Linked DNA regions of Mus musculus: all the other regions are linked to region 3. A link is a contact called in public HiChIP or PLAC-seq data. All regions are on one chromosome and are shown on one strand. Each heading gives the region's core, a stretch centred on a gene start, on an enhancer-like site or on the middle of the called end of the contact. The rest is flanking DNA. Distances are from core to core; before and after follow the strand shown. Region 1 has its middle 25 kb from the start of C330024C12Rik. Region 2 has its middle 59 kb from the start of Msh6. Region 3 overlaps Gm46609 (predicted gene, 46609). Region 4 overlaps Ttc7 (tetratricopeptide repeat domain 7).

Region 1 (2,700 bases), core at 181-2,680, 440 kb after region 3:
ATTGTGGTCTGTGGGAATAGGGAAGGGGGAGAGACTAGGTGGAGTCAGGCCTACGCTCTTCCCTGCCACTTCCATTGTCAACTCTACCACACTGCTCTCTAGTATGCCAGGGCACAGCCAGGCAAGTGAGGGCGTGTTGAAGAATAAAGACGTATGATGGTGACAGTGACATCTGAGGTGAATCCATAGGTGTGCTGGAGCAGGCTTCACTTGTTGAAGACAGTAAGGATTCAGGATACATGGAGAACCCAGACAGCCTCCCCATGCTTCTGGGAAAACAGAATCATTTGCCAATGTGGGGCACAAGGGGAATTCAAAAGACTGGGATTTACCTGTACCCACGAGTCACCTACGAATGACCATTTTCTATTACTAAAGCAAGTCAGAAGTTTGCCAACTTGGATAACAAGGGTTCCTTTCCCCTGCTCTACCTAGTAGAGCTGCTAAGGATAGATTAGCTACAGGAGTAAATCTGAAATCCAAAGCACATTTCTGCTCCAGTCACACCGTACAGAAAGTGATTGTGTCCCCTGCATATCTCTGTGAATCCCCACTCATTGTGGTGATGTTCCAGCTGAAGATCTAGTGACAAGTGTCCCAGCGCAGGTTATGGGCCTGAGTGTGTACCCCAGGCTTCACTACATGCTTTGGGGATCTCAGATTTGACTCTTGTGAGCCTCTTTTCCACCCCCAAATTAAATATGATTTTGTTAGCGTAAAGACCAGTCCACTGATATTAGATATTAATCCATTTTCTTTAACTTAATTGTTCTGTTAAATTCTAGTTTTAAAGGAAAATTTGAAATGTTTTCATGCTCTCTAAAATATGATAGCCCCTAGGGACCTGAGTGGCCTGTCTTTCTCTTGGCTTTGGCCACGCCTCCTGGCTCCTGTCGCCCCCTTCTGTAAACCGGAGCCATTGGGCAGAAGGACCTTGGCATGTGGTGACTAAGTAATACAGACTTCCTCTCTTTCTCCTCACGGATTGGCTTTTCAATTTTTAACTCAGTGATCTTGCTTCATATGTGGTTTTCACTGTGAGTCACCTTTAAAATTCTCTTTGGAAGTAGGTGGGGTGTAAATTATAAATAAGAATTCCTTTTTACTTCCTCAGAGTTTGCACAATGCCTGGCTTTGTGTTCTCAGCCCTTGTTTGTTGATTGTGCCGGTAAATGGCTGCCTCCCCTTCCAGCCTCCACCCACCACCATGTCCCACCAGGTCTGACAGAGTCTGAGAGAGTCTTCCGTTCTTCCTCCTGTCCCTCCTTCTCTCTCTGTCTCTCTCTGTGTCTCTGTCTGTCTGTCTGTCTGTCTGTCTGTCTGTCTGTCTCTCTCTCTCTCTGATATCTGGAGAGTCTCAGTTCCTGTGCCCCATATTCTCCTGGCTTTCAGCTTGAAGAGGCACCCACTCACTGTCAGACTGACTGGGGGTGTAACCTGTGGCTCTGCTCCATCCGAGAGGGAGCTAGGGTTTGGTCAGAGTGAGATCTACTCAGTAAACAGTGGGATAAGAACTGAGCCTGGGTCCTCTGATGCACCATGGCCAAGTGAAGAGAGCTCAGCCTCTATGATTTCAGCCTTCAGAAAGTGGAATGGGTTTCTTATCAGCCCTTAACTCAAACCCTACAGTAGCAGTTCTCAACATTCCCAATGCCACAACCCCTTAATACAGTTCTTCATGTTGTGGTGACCCGCAATCATGAAATGATTTTTGTTGCTACTTCGTAACTGTAATTTTGCTACTGTGATGAACTGTAATGTAAATATCTGATATGCCACCCTTGGGAAAGTCTTTCAACCCACCGGTTGAGAACCGCTGATCTCCAGGACACCGTTTCCATCTCTGGAGGTGTGCTCAGCTTCGTCTCAATGCTCAGGCCCCAGCATTCACTGTGTTGGAACCTTGTGCTGAAACCTCGTTCCTACACAGTGGAAGAGGGATGCCAGAAGCAAGCAAGGATGGGTAACAGAGCCACAGAGAAGGAACCGGGGGTTTTAAAAGGCTTCCTTCATTAGCTAGCCCTTCGAGTGCTTGCCACCTATCAGGCACTGGGGTTCTAAGATCACACCAGAACATGTATGCAAAGCCACATGCATGCATGGAGCATGCATGCATGCACACACACACACACACACACACACACACACACACACACGGCACCCTGCTGAGAAGAAACAGAGAAAAACATCTACCCACTTACTCAAGGAAAGGCAAAACAAAAGCTGCCCCACAGTGGGGCAGAATCTGCTGCTTTGAAAGGGGAGCATGTGCAAGTCTATTTAAGTCCTCTTACACCAACTCTGCCATTCTCCACTCTTAGCCCACCCCCTCAATCTGTCACATTCAGGGATCTGGGGCTCTGAGCCTTGGGTGAATTAAACAGATTCAATGGCACGTCAGGCTTGGGAGGAGGAGGAGGAGGAGAAGAGAAGGCGGGCAAAGAAGATGGAGAGAGAAAAAACACAGGGAGGTGTTGGAAGTCAATTCACAAACCTCCTGTAGAGGAGAGGAGGTCAGCCAGAGAGACCTGGAACGCTCCAGTTGGAGCAATCCTATTAATAACGGAGCGAGTTTATTGAAAGCTTCTGGGGCCAGACCTTGCTCTAAGTCTTTTACATAGATTAGCATATTCAATCGCCCAGATGCCCACTGAGATGACTTTTGTTTTATAGATTATTGATGAGAACCTCTCTGGGTTC
Region 2 (2,700 bases), core at 99-2,598, 310 kb before region 3:
CCTGACCCCCGGTGGGGGCTTTGACCACTCTGCTAACTTCACCAAAAGCTTTAAGATCTGCCCACTGCTACATGTACCACCCGTGAGAGGTCCAAAAATCTTGAGATTAAAAAAATTTAATTCCCTGGGAGGCAAACTGGGTTCCTCAGAGGGAGCCACTGGCAGTGAGTGAGTCTTTAGTCAATGACGACCCTGACTTAGGGAGGGTAAAGCTGAAATGGAGTCACTTTCTGAGACATCTAACTGAAGGCGATAATGGGGGCACAGTTGAGCTGGTCTCTGAAATTCTTCAAGGCCTCTCCAAAAATAATGGAACTAATGTAGCAACCAATCAAAATTGTACTAATGTCACTGCTTTCCCCCTTATCAATCATATTAGAGGTTACCTAACCCTTCTAGAAAATCCCCTTAGCCCTGCATCAAAGGGGCCTGTGAGCCTCTTGGGTCATCACCATTTTGAAGAATGGTTGACCTCTGCATGTAGGTAATTTCTGCAGAATAAACACTCTTTGCCTTTGTATACTATTTGAGTCTGGGGTCTTCCTTCAGTGATTCTTGGACCCCAGGACCCCAAACCCCAAGCCAGGATGATAAGAATGATTAAGATTTTGTAAAATTTCCTGTATATGAGATCCTATATAGGACACTACATAAATTCACATATTTTATAATACAACAGGCCTATGAAACATATTCCTTATTTTACAGATGAACAATCTAAGGCCCAGAGAAGCCAGGCAGTCTGCTGAAAGTCACATAGTAAGTTACAGAGCTGAGCTTCAAGCCTACGCTATATTGCCAAACATGGTGGTACACACTTGTAATCCCAGCACTTGAGAAGTAGAGGCAGAAGGGTCAGAAATGTAAGGTCATCATTAGTAATATACGGCATGGGTTTGAGGCCAGCAGGGCTATATAAGAGCTCATCTCTAAATGGAACCAAACTAGGCCAGACCAAACCAACCAACCAAACCAGACCAGACCAGACCAACCAACCAAACCAAACTAGACCAGACCAAATCAACAACACCAACCACCCAAACAAGCCTAGGTTCTCTGCTTCCATAGCCAGTATTTGTACTGTGTACACCATTCTGTCACTCAAAATAACAAGGTAAGCAACTTGTGTTAGGATTTACAGGTGGTAGGTAGTTCATTCTAGTTCAGGACTGTACCATGCAGGGATTGTACTGACTGAACCCATTTCCCAGATGAGGACATTGGACTTTCGGCAGGAAGAGTGAGCCAGTGACAGTCTCTCAGCACCTGAGCAGAGTCAGGCCAAGGCCCGGCTCTCTCCACTAGAAGTCAATAAGAATTGTCTTCCTGCTGCTTGTGGACATTCTCAGCACTTAAGAGCCACAAATGAGTCACAGGTGATGACTGTGAGAGCCATGGGTTGGAGTGAGGGGTGTGGGTAGGATTCGGCAAGAAAATAAGAGTTGGAGGCCCTGAGAGGCTCAAACATGACCTGGCACCTTCACTACACCAGGAAAAGGAAGGAAGAAACAGGAAATAAGCAGAGGAAACTGGAAGCCAGATAGAAGCCTAAATGCCAACCTAGAGCCGAGCCTCATGGATCCACTCCCGCCATTGGTTTCAGCTTCAGCAGCACCAGGGGCAAAATATTTGCCTGCTTTGGTATCTTCGCTCAAGCTGTTCCCGCTGCCTACCTGGAGTGCCTCCTCACTCCTACCTCTGTTTGGCTGGCTGCCTTCCATCCACCCCAGAATTCTGCTTAGGGGACCCTCTTGGGAGAGTCCCCAGGAAAACTGTCATTAAGCCTTAGTCTCATGTCCAGGACAGCTCTCTAGATGAACAGGAATGGCCTACCTTAGCACTGAGACCATCTGTGGGAGGCACTGCCTTTCCCTCAGAGCTGAATTTGATACAGTTGTCCTCTTTAGTAGGGACCTCAAACATCTTCCACAGGGCATGTGTCAAAAGCTTGGACCTCAGGAGGTGCTAGAAAGAGGTGGTGGATGTCTAGCTAGTGGGGTCCAAGAGAGATATGCCCTAGCAAAGGACTCTGGGAGCCTAACTCTTCTATTCTCCCTCCTCACTAGTGCTGTAAGGGGGTTTTGCTTAGTCATGTTTCCACCATAATGCATTGCTTCATCACAGGCTGTAAACAATACTGACAATCAGTTATAGACCAAAACTTCTAAAACCATGAGACAAATGAACCTTACAAGTTAATTCTCTTGGGTATGTCATTAAGGCTATGGGTGGCTAATGAATATGATCTTTGAACATAATTGGTTCTCTGTGTGAGCCAGCTCAATGAACAGTGACGCATACAGTGGGAATGTGGTGACCACAACATTATGTCAAGACGTCTTTTCCAGACTGGAAGGCTGTGAGGCTAACTTAGCATTCTGGGTCAGGGTGAAGAAGTCAGGCCTGGCATATCTGCTGTGCCTGAGCCTCTAAATGACAGTGACTAGTTTACGTAATTAGAACAAGAATTTTTCAAGCTTCCTGACCCAGAACTAGTGGAGGCCAGAGATGGTAGATCTCCTGAAGCTGGAGTTACACAGTGTTGTGAGTTGCCAAATGTGGGTGCTGGGAACTGTTCTTTGGTCCTCATAAGAGTGGTGTATGCTCTTAACTGGTGAGCCACCTCTCCACCTCCTTCTTCTTCTTAAATCTAAGTGAGAGAACATGGGTAGAGCTATCAGTCCCTCCAGGGCTGGAGAG
Region 3 (2,700 bases), core at 26-2,525:
GTATTTGGGAAGAGCCTATTAGCAGGTCCACATCTTCTATATACATTTCATGTTGTGTTTCTCAACTGTGCAAAAGTGAGTTCTGTCCTGGAGTGGATGGTCAGAGGCACAGGAGTCTGGAAACCCTCTGCGCATGCCAAGAATGGAGAGCCTTCTTTGTCCTCACCCAGGAGAGAGCACAAATCCATTATCAACGAAACACTCTGGGGAAAACTCGAACTTTCCTGGTAGGTGCTTTTCTCTAGATGACACACAATGCTGCTCTCTCAGTGCCGAGGACTCTGGCCAGACATTGCTTAGTGAGACATCGCCCCCGCAGCGAAGTGGCACGATACTCTCCCCCCAGATGGAATGAATCATTCTCTTGATTTTGAACCCTCGCAGCCTGTTACTCACACAGTGGCTAATTTCTGACCTATTACACCTTGCACAGGTGAATCTTCATAGAAACGGTCCCTCCCGGGCAGGGAAGAGGGCTGACTCATCCGTCTTCCCCAGGCCGGCAAGACAAGCCCTGCTCGCTCGCGTACGCGCGTGGCTGCTGCTCAGCTACCCCTCACCGAATCAATTACTTTTAAAATTCAGTCTCTTAGGGATTAAGTTACTGAGGTCTGTGAGGAAACCTGTCCAACCAGTTGCACCTTGTATACTTTTTCCTTGGTCAGCGCCTGAGCTGATGTTTCCTCAACACGGCTGCCAGCCCCTCACGTCACGTGACCATGGCGCATCTTTAACCCGGTAAAGACTGGGAACATCTGGGGAAAAGGACGATTTAAGCACTATTTTATCTGTGTATTTTATATTTTATTAGTATGTGTTAATTATAATGACGATTGCGTTATGACTTTTTTTTATAGATACATAAAATGTATTTTGATTATATTCACTCTCAGTCGAGCTCTCTTCTCGCCCTCCTGTAGTAGCTGGTCCTTTTTCTGGTTCTGGCTAATTGCTGTGGTGTAGAGCACGCGCTTGTGTATGTGCGTGTCCCAATGCTCTGTGAGGCTCAGTGAGTTCCATCAGGGTCACTCACAGGAACATGGATGGTGGGTTATTTACCTGAGCGTGGGCCACCTTATGGCTACCCCACGAAAGAAAATCCCTCTTCCAGCAACCTATAGCTCCTCAGGGTGGGTGGAGGCGTCCCGAGCTCCTCCCTGCCCCACCCCAGGATGCGGACAGGCTGTGTCCTATGGCCACCTGGAAGGCCAACCTCTACAACAGTCCACCTTGTGATTCAGCGTGCGTGTTCTTTCGGTTTGTTCTTTATATTGTTACCTTGGAGGGATTACACAGACATCCTGTTTGTGGTCTGTGCAGTTACAGCTACCTACTGCAAATAGAGGCTGGTTTTGCTTTTTGTTTTTGTAGATCTGGATGGCCTTGGACTTAACAGAGATCCACCTGCCTCTGCCCTCATGCCCATTTAGGAGTGCTGGGATTAAAGGTTTGCGCCACCACACATGGAAACAAAGAAAAGGTTTCTTTGAGCAAAGCTAAAGGTAGCACTGGCTGGAGATACAGTTTAGCAGTTCAAAGTGCTTACTGCACTTGCAAAGGACCCAGGTTTGGTTCCCAACACCCGTCTCAGGTGACTCACATCCACCCATAGCTGCGGTTCCTGGGGATCTGATGGGCTTCTGACCTCTCTTATGTTATACACATTCGTTGCACATAAACTCAAGCAGACACACACACACACACACACACACACACACACACACAACTCAGTAAGTAAATACAGCTTTTAGAAAAGCTGACAGTAGGACCAACCCATGGAGACAGACATTTTCTGAAAGGTGCTTTGACATCATGCCCATTTAGGAAAACACGTGAAGGGTATGACCCCACAGCCATGGGCTTCGGACCCGGTTTACAATACCAGATCTGAATTCCCTCTGTGGAGTTGGCTTCTCCAATAAACAGACTTGCTGCCCTTGCACCAATGAGCAGATTTTGCCTGGCCAGGCCTAGTATAAAATGGATACTGCTGACTGTGCACCACTGAATATGATATAGGAAAAGGCACTCACGACAAGCCTGGATAGTTGCCGGGCAGTGGTGGTGCAAGCCTTTAATCCCAGCACTTGGGAGGCAGAGGCAGGCGGATTTCTGAGTTCGAGGCCAGCCTGGTCTACAGAGTGAGTTCCAGGACAGCCAGGGATACACAGAGAAACCCTGTCTTGAAAAACCAAAAAAAAAAAAAAAAAAAAAGGGAATTTACTCTCTTATGGTTGAGAAGGCCGGATGCCCTAAACCAAGGCACTGACAGGCCTCTCTTTTCAAGGCCCTAAAGAGACTTCATGCCCTTTTCTTGGCTTGTAGGTCATCATTATATGACACTTTCCCTATATATCCAAACTACCTCCCATTTTTTAAAAAAATGATTTTATTTTATACATATTGGTATTCTGCCTGCATACATGTTTGTGTAAGGGTGTTGAGCACCCTGGAACTGGAATTTCAGACAGTTGTGAGCTGTCATGTAGGTGTTGGGAACTGAACCCAGGTCCTCTGGGAGAGCCAACACTCTTAGCTATTGAGACAGTTCTCCAGCTCCCTCTGTTTATTATCACAATTAAAACTCTTTTTGGCAATGCTGCAGATGGAAGCAAGGACATTGTGCATCCCAGGCAAACACCAATTGAGTCTCCTCAGCTCTCTAAGCACTTGTTTAAAAGGAAGGTGAATTTTCAGGGT
Region 4 (2,700 bases), core at 4-2,503, 260 kb after region 3:
CTAATAACCTCTCAGACTTGAACAGGACTCACACTACAAAAGGCCTTGCCATTTCAGGTAGGCTGAGAAGCTCTCAGTTAGGACAAAGGGGAGGTTCTGGCCTGGTAGATAGAGCCTCAGTCTCTGCATCTTTGGTTTCCAGCCAGCTTGCTAACCCTAATGGCTTCCCACTGAAGAGGCAGGCGCTTGCGGGGCAGAGCAGTTAATGCACGCACAGGGCTCTGCCCCGGTCCTAAGTCACTACAGTCACCACGGAGGTGCTCACGGGAGAGCCAAGGAGGAGAAACGCTGACCGCCAACCGCCGCTCAGCCAAGGAGTAGCTGACCTTTGAGAAGGATCTGACGGTGCCCGGTGCCCGTGATTATGCCTGGCTTAGCAGTTCCTCGGCCACATGGCCAGAGAGTCCTGGCTGCTGTCCCCGCGCACTGTGGCAGCCAAGCGTGTTTAGTGAACCCAGCAGAGTGATAAACTATGTTAGTGTTAATACCTCTGATCCCCACCCCCTCTTCAAGTGTTGGTATTTTAAGCATCCTTTTGATGTGCTACAAGCCCTTAATAAGAACAATCCAATAAACACACTGGGTTTAAGGCAGAAATGTTAGCACAAGTCCCAGGACTCTGATCCCTTCTGCTTGGTGGACTACCCCTCCAGAAATATGTCACATGCAACCTGATAAGTAGGTGTGTTGAGGTGGGGGTGGGGTGGGTAGGTGGCTCGGAGAAATGCCCTGGAGGCTCAGTTTCAGCCTTGACTGGATCTAGCTACAGTCTGGCTCCAGCTAATACCTAGTTAGATCACCTCAAACATTTTCCAAAACAGCCCTGGTTTCCTGGGGCCGATGGATGCAGCAGTTCGTTTGTTTATCTGGGGCGAGCAGTGGCTTGTGGAGAGGGCCATATTGTTCCTCCACTGGCAAGTTCCTCTGTGGCTTTGACACATGGCTCCCTCAGGACTTCCCCAGTCTCCTAGGACTAGGGGCTGGGCCAGCAGGGGCTCTCAGGAATGTCTATTGTGTCAGATAAGGGGTGGGTAGATGGCCCTGCCCACTGTGGAGGTAGGAAGAAAACACATTTACTCCCGTGTCACTTGTGGGCCCTGGGTCCTCAGAGTCAGTCTGGCGGGCTGCAGGGCTGGGCGGGGGAATGGCTGACAGCTTGGTTATTGGAAAGCTCCCATCCTTGGCCTAGGGACTTTGTTTGGTTTCTATGGTGACCTTCACTACAAGGGCCTGACTAAAGCTGAAGGAATGTGTTACCTAAAACCATCTCCCTACAGTGCTCATGGTGGTCCATCCCTCCCCACCCCAGATTCCTCTCCCTCCTGGTCAGGCTTCTCAGCTGCTTCAAAGATGGGAAGGACCAGCAGAGACAACTCTGGGCCTGCTGAAATTCTCCCATTCCCCACAGGAAGCCTGTGGGCCGCCTGGCCGTGGGCCTCCTGGTACATGTGTCCAGGGCTTAGTGGAAAGCCCAGAGGGTTTCAGGAAGCTGCTAGGGATATCTGGTTCCCATCACACCAGGTTCATACTGTCCCCGTGGAGGAGTCAGTCTGCCTCCTCACGTTTCTGCATTTTTAAACCTGAGCCGGGCTAACCGAAGGCCGTCCCTCAGCACGGGCCGGGCATCAAGACCCCTGCACTTGGCTTCCTAATCCCCAAGTAAGAAGGGTCTTCAGAAGCTGGACTCACCAGAGGCCGGGTTCTACCTTGCGTGCCCGTGTGGGGACAGTGACTGCTCCCCTGTGTCACTCACAGCCCAGCCTCATCCGGATCCCCTTCCTTCAAGCTCCTGGCTCACTCACTAAACATTGTCAGTGCCAGGTGTCGACGGAACTTTGTGGCCTCCCCTCCACACCGGGACCTCAGACACAGAAGTCCACCAACCAGGGACCTTCAGTCCGTGTCTCAGCACACTTGAGAAGCAGAAGAGTCAGGGCAGGTTGTTAAATTTATTTTATTTAAAGAGGAACACATTGCTGCCGGTGGCACCTAAGTGATAAACGTGACTCAGGGCAGTGACCTGACTTGGCTCTCCTACTAGGATAAACTTAGAAGATGGGAGTCTGCTTAGCGGTCAGCATCCTCCTTTGTCTAGGCCTCTCCCAAACAGTAGCAGGCAAAGCAACCATCCCTACACTGACCTGCTGGCTTCTGTCCTCCATGTGCGACAGTCCTTGGGTCCACTGAACTGACTGATGACTCTGCAGGAAAGGGGGCGCCTCTAGAAGGCCTGGCCACCAGGATAGCCGCTGCAAGGTGGCTTGGTGGGAGACAAGCCATGTCACAGGCCTGAGAATACACTTTGCTGGGGCTGATGAGGCCAGGCCGTGGCAGGTTGGTCTGTTGTTTTGCTGAGCAATATTTACTGGACTGGTGGTTTAATTAGTTGCTAGCAACAGCTGGAGTCCCATACGGCCTGCTCTTAGCACGGGGCCAGCTGGGGAAGCGGGACACGCAGCCGAAAAGCAGTGACATTTTTCAGTGATCCCTGACCTGTAATGGATTCAATGACATTTCCTGATAATCCATGGGTTTCTGTACCCCAGGGTTTCATCTGTGGGGAACAGTTTTAATTTATTGGCAAAGGGAATTCCTATCTGTTAGTTTTGTAGCCTTTTAGGGCCAGTTCAGATCAAAGCAGAGCTGATAAAGACGGACTTCTCCACGTCATTGGATCCCACTAATTGAGCAAACCGAGTG

What was found. HiChIP or PLAC-seq counts read pairs in DNA pulled down with a chosen protein or histone mark.
Region 1: a FOXA1 HiChIP or PLAC-seq map of pancreatic cancer cells shows a contact between it and region 3. The contact joins two enhancer-like sites. A contact is called at or near these places in 2 of 115 datasets of contacts at active chromatin or transcription factors (extraembryonic endoderm stem cells and pancreatic cancer cells) and 1 of 9 other capture datasets (embryonic stem cells).
Region 2: a contact with region 3 is called in a FOXA1 HiChIP or PLAC-seq map of pancreatic cancer cells. The contact joins two enhancer-like sites. A contact is called at or near these places in 2 of 115 datasets of contacts at active chromatin or transcription factors (bone marrow-derived macrophages and pancreatic cancer cells).
Region 4: a FOXA1 HiChIP or PLAC-seq map of pancreatic cancer cells shows a contact between it and region 3. The contact joins two enhancer-like sites. A contact is called at or near these places in 1 of 484 Hi-C or Micro-C datasets (forebrain) and 4 of 115 datasets of contacts at active chromatin or transcription factors (bone marrow-derived macrophages, memory CD8 T cells, pancreatic cancer cells and 1 more).

The regions. Positions count from the first base shown.
Region 1 is chr17:87,168,876-87,171,575 of GRCm38.p6, reverse strand. No RefSeq gene overlaps it. Among named protein-coding and RNA genes, the nearest start is that of C330024C12Rik, 25 kb to the left of the region's middle. Within about 2 kb of position 1,430, at least 94 of the 459 cell types and tissues checked have an H3K27ac peak or open chromatin away from gene starts, as enhancers often do. A contact at or near this core is called in pancreatic cancer cells, where this site is marked.
Region 2 is chr17:87,915,174-87,917,873 of GRCm38.p6, reverse strand. No RefSeq gene overlaps it. Among named protein-coding and RNA genes, the nearest start is that of Msh6, 59 kb to the left of the region's middle. Within about 2 kb of position 1,348, at least 6 of the 459 cell types and tissues checked have an H3K27ac peak or open chromatin away from gene starts, as enhancers often do. A contact at or near this core is called in pancreatic cancer cells, where this site is marked.
Region 3 is chr17:87,607,621-87,610,320 of GRCm38.p6, reverse strand. The region is part of intron 2 of Gm46609 (predicted gene, 46609); the gene reads left to right. Among named protein-coding and RNA genes, the nearest start is that of Gm46609, 4.6 kb to the left of the region's middle. Within about 2 kb of position 1,275, at least 84 of the 459 cell types and tissues checked have an H3K27ac peak or open chromatin away from gene starts, as enhancers often do. A contact at or near this core is called in pancreatic cancer cells and trophoblast stem cells, where this site is marked.
Region 4 is chr17:87,349,409-87,352,108 of GRCm38.p6, reverse strand. The region is part of intron 15 of Ttc7 (tetratricopeptide repeat domain 7); the gene reads right to left. Among named protein-coding and RNA genes, the nearest start is that of Gm52284, 44 kb to the right of the region's middle. Within about 2 kb of position 1,253, at least 158 of the 459 cell types and tissues checked have an H3K27ac peak or open chromatin away from gene starts, as enhancers often do. A contact at or near this core is called in pancreatic cancer cells and trophoblast stem cells, where this site is marked.